2 separate regions of the Mus musculus genome follow, and region 1 is linked to region 2. Evidence: chromatin contacts called from public HiChIP or PLAC-seq data. All regions are on one chromosome and are shown on one strand. The core of a region is the stretch at or near the end of the contact, and the rest is flanking DNA. Distances in the headings are between cores, read along the strand shown.

What was found. HiChIP or PLAC-seq counts read pairs in DNA pulled down with a chosen protein or histone mark.
Region 1: an H3K27ac HiChIP or PLAC-seq map of embryonic stem cells shows a contact between it and region 2, with 10 read pairs. The contact joins two enhancer-like sites. A contact is called at or near these places in 2 of 15 datasets of contacts at CTCF or cohesin (CD8 T cells and pro-B cells), 11 of 484 Hi-C or Micro-C datasets (Th2 cells, cerebral cortex, granulocyte-monocyte progenitors and 6 more) and 2 of 115 datasets of contacts at active chromatin or transcription factors (CD8 T cells and embryonic stem cells).

The regions. Positions count from the first base shown.
Region 1 is chr11:5,476,985-5,480,191 of GRCm38.p6, forward strand. No RefSeq gene overlaps it. Among named protein-coding and RNA genes, the nearest start is that of Gm11963, 7.3 kb to the right of the region's middle. Within about 2 kb of position 1,372, at least 10 of the 459 cell types and tissues checked have an H3K27ac peak or open chromatin away from gene starts, as enhancers often do. A contact at or near this core is called in embryonic stem cells, where this site is marked.
Region 2 is chr11:5,410,387-5,413,774 of GRCm38.p6, forward strand. The region is part of intron 1 of Znrf3 (zinc and ring finger 3); the gene reads right to left. Among named protein-coding and RNA genes, the nearest start is that of Znrf3, 33 kb to the right of the region's middle. Within about 2 kb of position 1,450, at least 68 of the 459 cell types and tissues checked have an H3K27ac peak or open chromatin away from gene starts, as enhancers often do. A contact at or near this core is called in embryonic stem cells, where this site is marked.

The DNA.
Region 1 (3,207 bases), core at 122-2,621, 67 kb after region 2:
ATATTGATTATCGAGTGTCTGAAGAGTGGCTGGCATGGTAGAGACTGGATTGTTTTCTCTTGTTTTTGAGACAGAGTCTCACTATGAGTGGATCACAGGGGTGTGCCACCAGACAATCTTAAATTGACTCTGTGTGTGTGTGTGTGTGTGTGCATGCTTGCATTGCTACATACTAGACCCACAGTCCTACACATAAGAAGATGTGGTCTCTCAACACTGAATCTCCAGCACTATTTGTCCTGGCAGTGGTAACACACACCCGTAATTCCAGGCCTCCAAAGATGGAGACAGGAGGCTCCACGTTCAATCCCTTCCGGAACTACATAGTGAATCTAAAGCTGGTCAGTAGAAACAAACAACAATTTAAAGTGCTTTTAGTGACTACTATGGGATGTGGGGAGAAAGGCAGGAGAATTTTCCTTTAAAATGATTCATTTACACATTGTTTATCTTGAAGGATGGCACTCTCGGTCTAAGGCCCAGGGCCTGGGTTCCCCAGAAGGCTCTGTGATCTGGCCTGATACAAGTTCAGCATTTGCTTCTAATTCCCATCTCTCCAGGCCCTAGAGCCACGTGTAGTGCCCCAGCTTAAAATATATCTGTAGCTCAGCCTTTCTACCAGCTATTGATTGGTTTGGCTTTGTAGCCGAAAACCCAGCCAAAGAATGGGTTGGCTCTTCCCGTATGATAAAAACCCAGAAATGGGCATTCTGGGCTTGTGAGCTGTGGCTGTGTGCTGCCAGCAGAAACTCACTTCACATCTGTCTGTCCTTTCTGACCACCTAGCCCTGACCCTCACCACTGTCATGCTGGACCCATCCCTTCGTGGTCACAAGACGGCTGCTCCATCTTTCCCATCTCATCTGCATTCCAGACAAGGGGCAAGTGAAAGATCAAATGACTCACTAGAGTAGATGGCTCAGGGCGGGTTGCTGCTGAGCCTCAGGAGTTGAGCTTGATCTCTGGAATCAACTGGCTTCTTTAAGTTTTCTTCTGATCTACACACACGTTGCACGTAGTTTTAAATGCCACCGCCTCTGCCTGGGACGGGCTGCACTCTGGCCCTTTGTACTACCTGCCTTTGACCATGATCCCAGCTCCCACCCGGCTTCCCCGAATCCTTGGATAAAAGGCACACACAGGTTGTTACTTTACAACTTACCTTCTAGGCACAGTTGCTGGGGGCGATATCCCCCACCTGGAAAAGTGCGCTCTTACCAATTTATTATCTCCATCTCTCCACCTGCCCTAAACTTAGTGCCTAGTCCCACCTGCCCCGCCAAACATCCTTGGCCACCTGCCTGGAGTGGAGGCCACAGCCCCAGCTTGTCCAGAGACCTTGCATGGTTGCTACATTCTTCTTCCTCCAAAGCAGAGCAGAAACGCCCCTCTCCTCCTCTGTGTCTGCCTTTTCCTCCCGGGGCCGGAAGTCCCACCTGTGCTTCCATCCAGCAATTGTCTCCTGCTTCCTCCCCCACACCCGGCCTTCTTTACTGATAAATCAAGAACCATTTGGGGAACAGGACGTTAGCAACAGAACCTCCCCTTACACACACAATAAACTCAAAATAAATGTAAAAATATTTTAGATTAGCAAAACTGTGTAAAACAATAACTAATTTAGTAATTTTGGAAAATAAAGAAAAAGTTCCATAAGGTAAGCCTCACAATTATCTTAAAAAGATTTACAAGTGGAAGTTGGAGAGACGGCTCAACGTTTAAGAGCACTGGCTGCTCTTCCATCGGTCCTGAGTTCAATTCCCAGCAACCACATGGTGGCTCACAACCATCTGTAATGGGATCTCATGCCCTCTTCTGGTACACAGGTGTACATGTGTAGAGAACTCATACATAAAATAAATATTTAAAAAAGGAAAGAAATAAAATTCATTCCAAAGTCCATTTTAGGATTGAAGAGATGACTCAAAGAGGAAAAGCACTCGATGCCAAGCCTGAGTGCCTGAGTTCAAATCTCCGGGGACTACTTACAAGTTGTCAGGTTGTCCTCTGGCTTCTACAGATATTCTGCTGCGTGTAGCTGAGGATGACCTTGAACTCTTGACCCTCCTGCTCCCAGCTTTGTGCTCCTGTGCCTGACTTATGAGCACTTGACTTGAAGCCAGTTCTCCTGCATGCTAGATAAGCACTCTACCAATTGAGATATATCCCCACCTCCTAAATATTCTTTACAGTTTTTTTCCTTGCTTGCTTTTTACTTATTTTCTTTTCCCCATTCTGAGGATCAAGCTCGGGCCTTTGAGCATGCTCAGAACTCCATTCTCAGCCCTTGGGAGCTCCGTTTAATGCCGATCAGAATCTTCCATCTTTCTCACCGAAGCCTCCTTGGCTCTGTGGTTCATCTGTCCTGGCCTTGGGGACAAGGACTATATACTGTGTCTTCCTCCTCTACATATGTTCTTGTCAGGTGGGGGATAGAGTCTAGCAAGTTTCTGGATCAAACAAAGTGTGTGTGCGAGCGTGCGTGCACACACGCATTTGTGCAGTGAATGTGGGTGTGTACAGGCCATAGTTGGAGGGAGTCAGTCCTCACCTCCTACCTGTTTGAGAGGCTCATTACTTGCTGTGTATGACAGGCACACTGGCCTGAGAGCTCCTGGGAGTTCTCTTGTCTCCATTTCCCATCTCTCCATAGAGGCTCTGGGACTGCAGACACTCATGTTACTGGTTTGACTTTTACATGGGTTCTGGGGATTCGAACTCAGTTCCTCATGCTTGCATAGCAAATGCTTTTACCCATGAGCCATTTTTCCACTCCACAAATAAAATATTAATTTTTCTGTTGATGGTAGAAATATTAGTGGTTTTGGTTTATTAATTTTCTGACATCTCCAATGAACGTGCTATTTTAATAAACAGAATAAGATTAATAAAAATGATAAGTTTAATAAAAATGATAAGATTAATAAAAATGATAAATATTTAAAGGCATGGACACACATATATTGTACTTTTACAGTGGTATATTCATGGTTTAATCATATCTACAGTAAATATTTACATCATATATTGTGTTGGGTGTGGAGGCTGTTGTGATGATTATGATAAACGTGGTCCTTGCCTTACAGAACTGCTTTCTTTTTTAAAGACTTATTTATTTTATGCATATGAGGACACTGTGGCTGTCTTCAGACACACCAGAAGAGGGCATCAGATCCCATTACAGATGGCTGTGAGCCATCATGAGGT
Region 2 (3,388 bases), core at 200-2,699:
CCTATACCTTGAATTCCGGGACTCAGGAGGCAGGTAGATCTCTGAGTTCAAGGCCATTGTAGTCTACAGAATAAATTCCAGGACAAGCAAGACAGGTTATACAAAGAAACCCTGTCTCGGGGTTGGGGATTGGAATCATGTATGCATAGGTAAATATGTAAAACTAAAACACGAATGGCAGTCAGTATGTATAAGGGGTAGCTGTGAAATTATTTCCAGTGTTTTTCACAATAAAATATTTGGGAAACGTGTTTATACAGAAGATAAGGGAAAACATTTATTTGTATTTAGAAAAAATGGAGAAGAAAGAGGAAGGCTTGAAAGAATGAATGAATTTCATTCTTGCCTTCTAGGGTTCATATGTATAAGGACAGAGAAAGCATGAGGCAAAACAAAAGGATACCTCATTGAGGATAAATAGAAGGTTGTCCGCTTCTTATCTAAGTAACAAACACTGGTTATCCTAAGAGAAACAGTCATGGGAAGAGAGAAGAGCAATATGGTTTACATACAATATGTCTGCTTGAGACCAATGCAAGACATAAAAATAGACCTCAGTCACTATGACTTCGATTCAAACTAAAGAATGCCAGAAACTCCACCAAGTTTGAACTCTGATTGGGGGTTATGGGGTATCTTGGGAAAGAACTCAGCATCCGCCAGCCTGGATCAATTGGAAGGTTGCTTAATCTATGTGGTCATTTGTAAGATTCACTAGGCAAGAAAACAAAATATGGATATTTATTCATAGAGGTAGTTTAACAGGGTTTAAAAGATTTGTGTACCTATCTATTAAAAGTAGAGGGACTGATGGAAGCTAGGAACACTGCAAGATCAGCCAATGTCAAATGTCAGCAGTTTTTATAGAGACTGGAAAACTATTCAGGTATGTGGAGGGGTTAATCCTCACATGCTTAGGCTTCTGCCCAACAGCCTCTGGGGAGGGAAAGATGAGCTTTCCCCAGACTTCCCCCTTTTTGACCTGTTTCCCTACCTGCTTCACCAAGTGTGGCCTGAAGCCTGTATCTTCCTTTGTGGGATGGTACTTTCAAGATTTTAGTAATATAACCCAGGAACAAATCTTAGCATCCTAAAAAAGTGGGAGGAAATTAACTGCTCCTAACACAAACAAGTTGTCTTTTATGGAAAATCTCCAAGCCCACCTGCAGACTAGCCACTACTAGCTGCCCCTTCACAAACCAACCAGGCTAGAATGGACGGACACACACACACACACACACACACACTGCACGTGTGCCCTGCACAGCACCCGCTTTACCTTGCTAAATAAACAAGGGGAGTCTTTGTTTAAATTTAAAAAAAAAAAAAAGGAGAACCTGTCTCACAGGCTATGATTACATCAGTAGGGCGCTCTCATTCTCCACATCAATCCGAGCTGCTCAGGCGGCTTTGAAGCACCTCAGAGTTCGGAGCCTTTGATCTTGTGGTTCCCGCTTACAGCAAAGCTGATACCATCAAGGCGCCCAGGCAGGATCCCAGATCCTGATCACAAGGGCCAGGGCCAAGCCTTGCAGGTTGAGTCCCATTGGCCAATGGCCATCAGCCACCCCCACCCCCTGCTAAGTACTGAAGGGCACACATTTTCTGGGGGGAGGGGAGCGAGGTAGAAAAAATAGCTCTAGGAAAGAGACATCACTAAATTAACATTGACCTCCAATGTGAGGTTTTATTTTTCAAAATATTTTTTTCTCTTTACTGGAACAGGAAAAAATATATGGCTGACTTTACTTCAAAATAATACAGGAATGAGACAAGCTGAGCCAGGCTTGACAACTGCTTGAGTGAAGTCTCTATGGAGGTTCACTGTATCTTATGCCCTACAGTTTTCTTTAGTATATATACATCCATGCAAATATGTCCTACAATGAGAGCCTGAAAATGACTATACCCTCTAATTCTGCTAGCTTTACCCTTTGAAATCTTTTTTAAAGGCACAGTCTCACTATGAAGCATAAGCTGGCACTAGACTTCCTCTCTTAAGCCTCCTACCTTAGCCTCCCAGCAGTACTAAAATTACAAGGATGAAGCACCACACCCAATTTCCTCACAGATCTTTAGTAGTTTGAGACTAGATGAAGGAAGGTAGAGGGTAGATGTCATGGCATTCCTACTGTATCCTGTACTGTTAGTAAAAAATAAAGAGGATGTAGTCCACTGAGTCCAGTTTTCCTGTACAGTCCCTGTAGAGCATAGGGGATCACTGTCACATCTTCACAGCAATATACTTTGGGGAGCCCATCCATGCAGAGAACTATCCATGAATGGACATCAGGGAGAAGGTCCTACAGTCGGCTCTGTAGGAGCCAGATTAGAAATGACCCCTGGAGGGGTAGGTAAAGCTTTACTTTGCAACTCCTTCCTAAATGTTGCAGTACTTGACAAGCCAGTGGATTCCCAACACCAACATAGGGAGCCAGCATGGGGCATGGCACATCCTTGGGCTACATACCACAAGGTCAACTTTGCTCCAATGATTAACTATTTGGTCTTGAGTAAGTAGCCTAACCTCTCTAAGCTTGTTTCTACATTTTTAAATCAAGAGCTACAATATTGGCACTTCCTCTGATATACACCTGACACAGGAGGATAACAGAGAAAGAAGTGCCAAAAAGAAAGGAATGCAAGTGCGGTTCTTCCCTCAGGTGCCACATACAGATCAAAGAGAGCTGCTAACTGGAAAAGGACATGAGACAGCACTACTAGGTATGTTCAAGGCCAGATCTCAGACACATGGGCCAAAAGGCAGGGCACATAATACAAACTAAAAGAAAGGGTCAAGAAAACAAAGTATGTCCTCACAACAGCTAAAGGTGATTAAAAGACCATACCTATAAATTAAACAACATAAGATAATATATTATTAAATGTCAAATGAGTAGCCAGGCAAGGTTGTTACAAGTTCAGAGATGGCAGAGACAACTTTACTGCAATGAGCTCCAAGACAGCTTCCTGGTAGTGGCAGCTATAGCCTAGAAAGAAGGGCAGAAAGTGCTCAAAGAATATTTGGAAGAACCACTGACTGGGGTGAGAGAGGTCTGCATGACACTAAACACATGCAAAAATGACTGACAAAGCAAACAGCCAAGAAAATTTAGGATATGAAGGTATAGACCCCATCAGTAAAAGGCTCTGAGAAATCTGTAAAGAGAATGTGACCTCTGGCAGCAGAACAGCAGACAGAAGAGGGGATCAGGGCCCTAAGGAAAATAGATCACTGGGAGCAGGTCTCCCTGCTTAAAGGAGAAGTGGCTGCCCTCAGTGAACTAGAGGGAGTCATATGCTTGGGCTACCAGTTTCAGGAGGGGGAGTCCCTCTGTGTGTGCGTTTAAAGAAACAAAGGGGTGAAGATGAAAAGAAACAGTTTGCA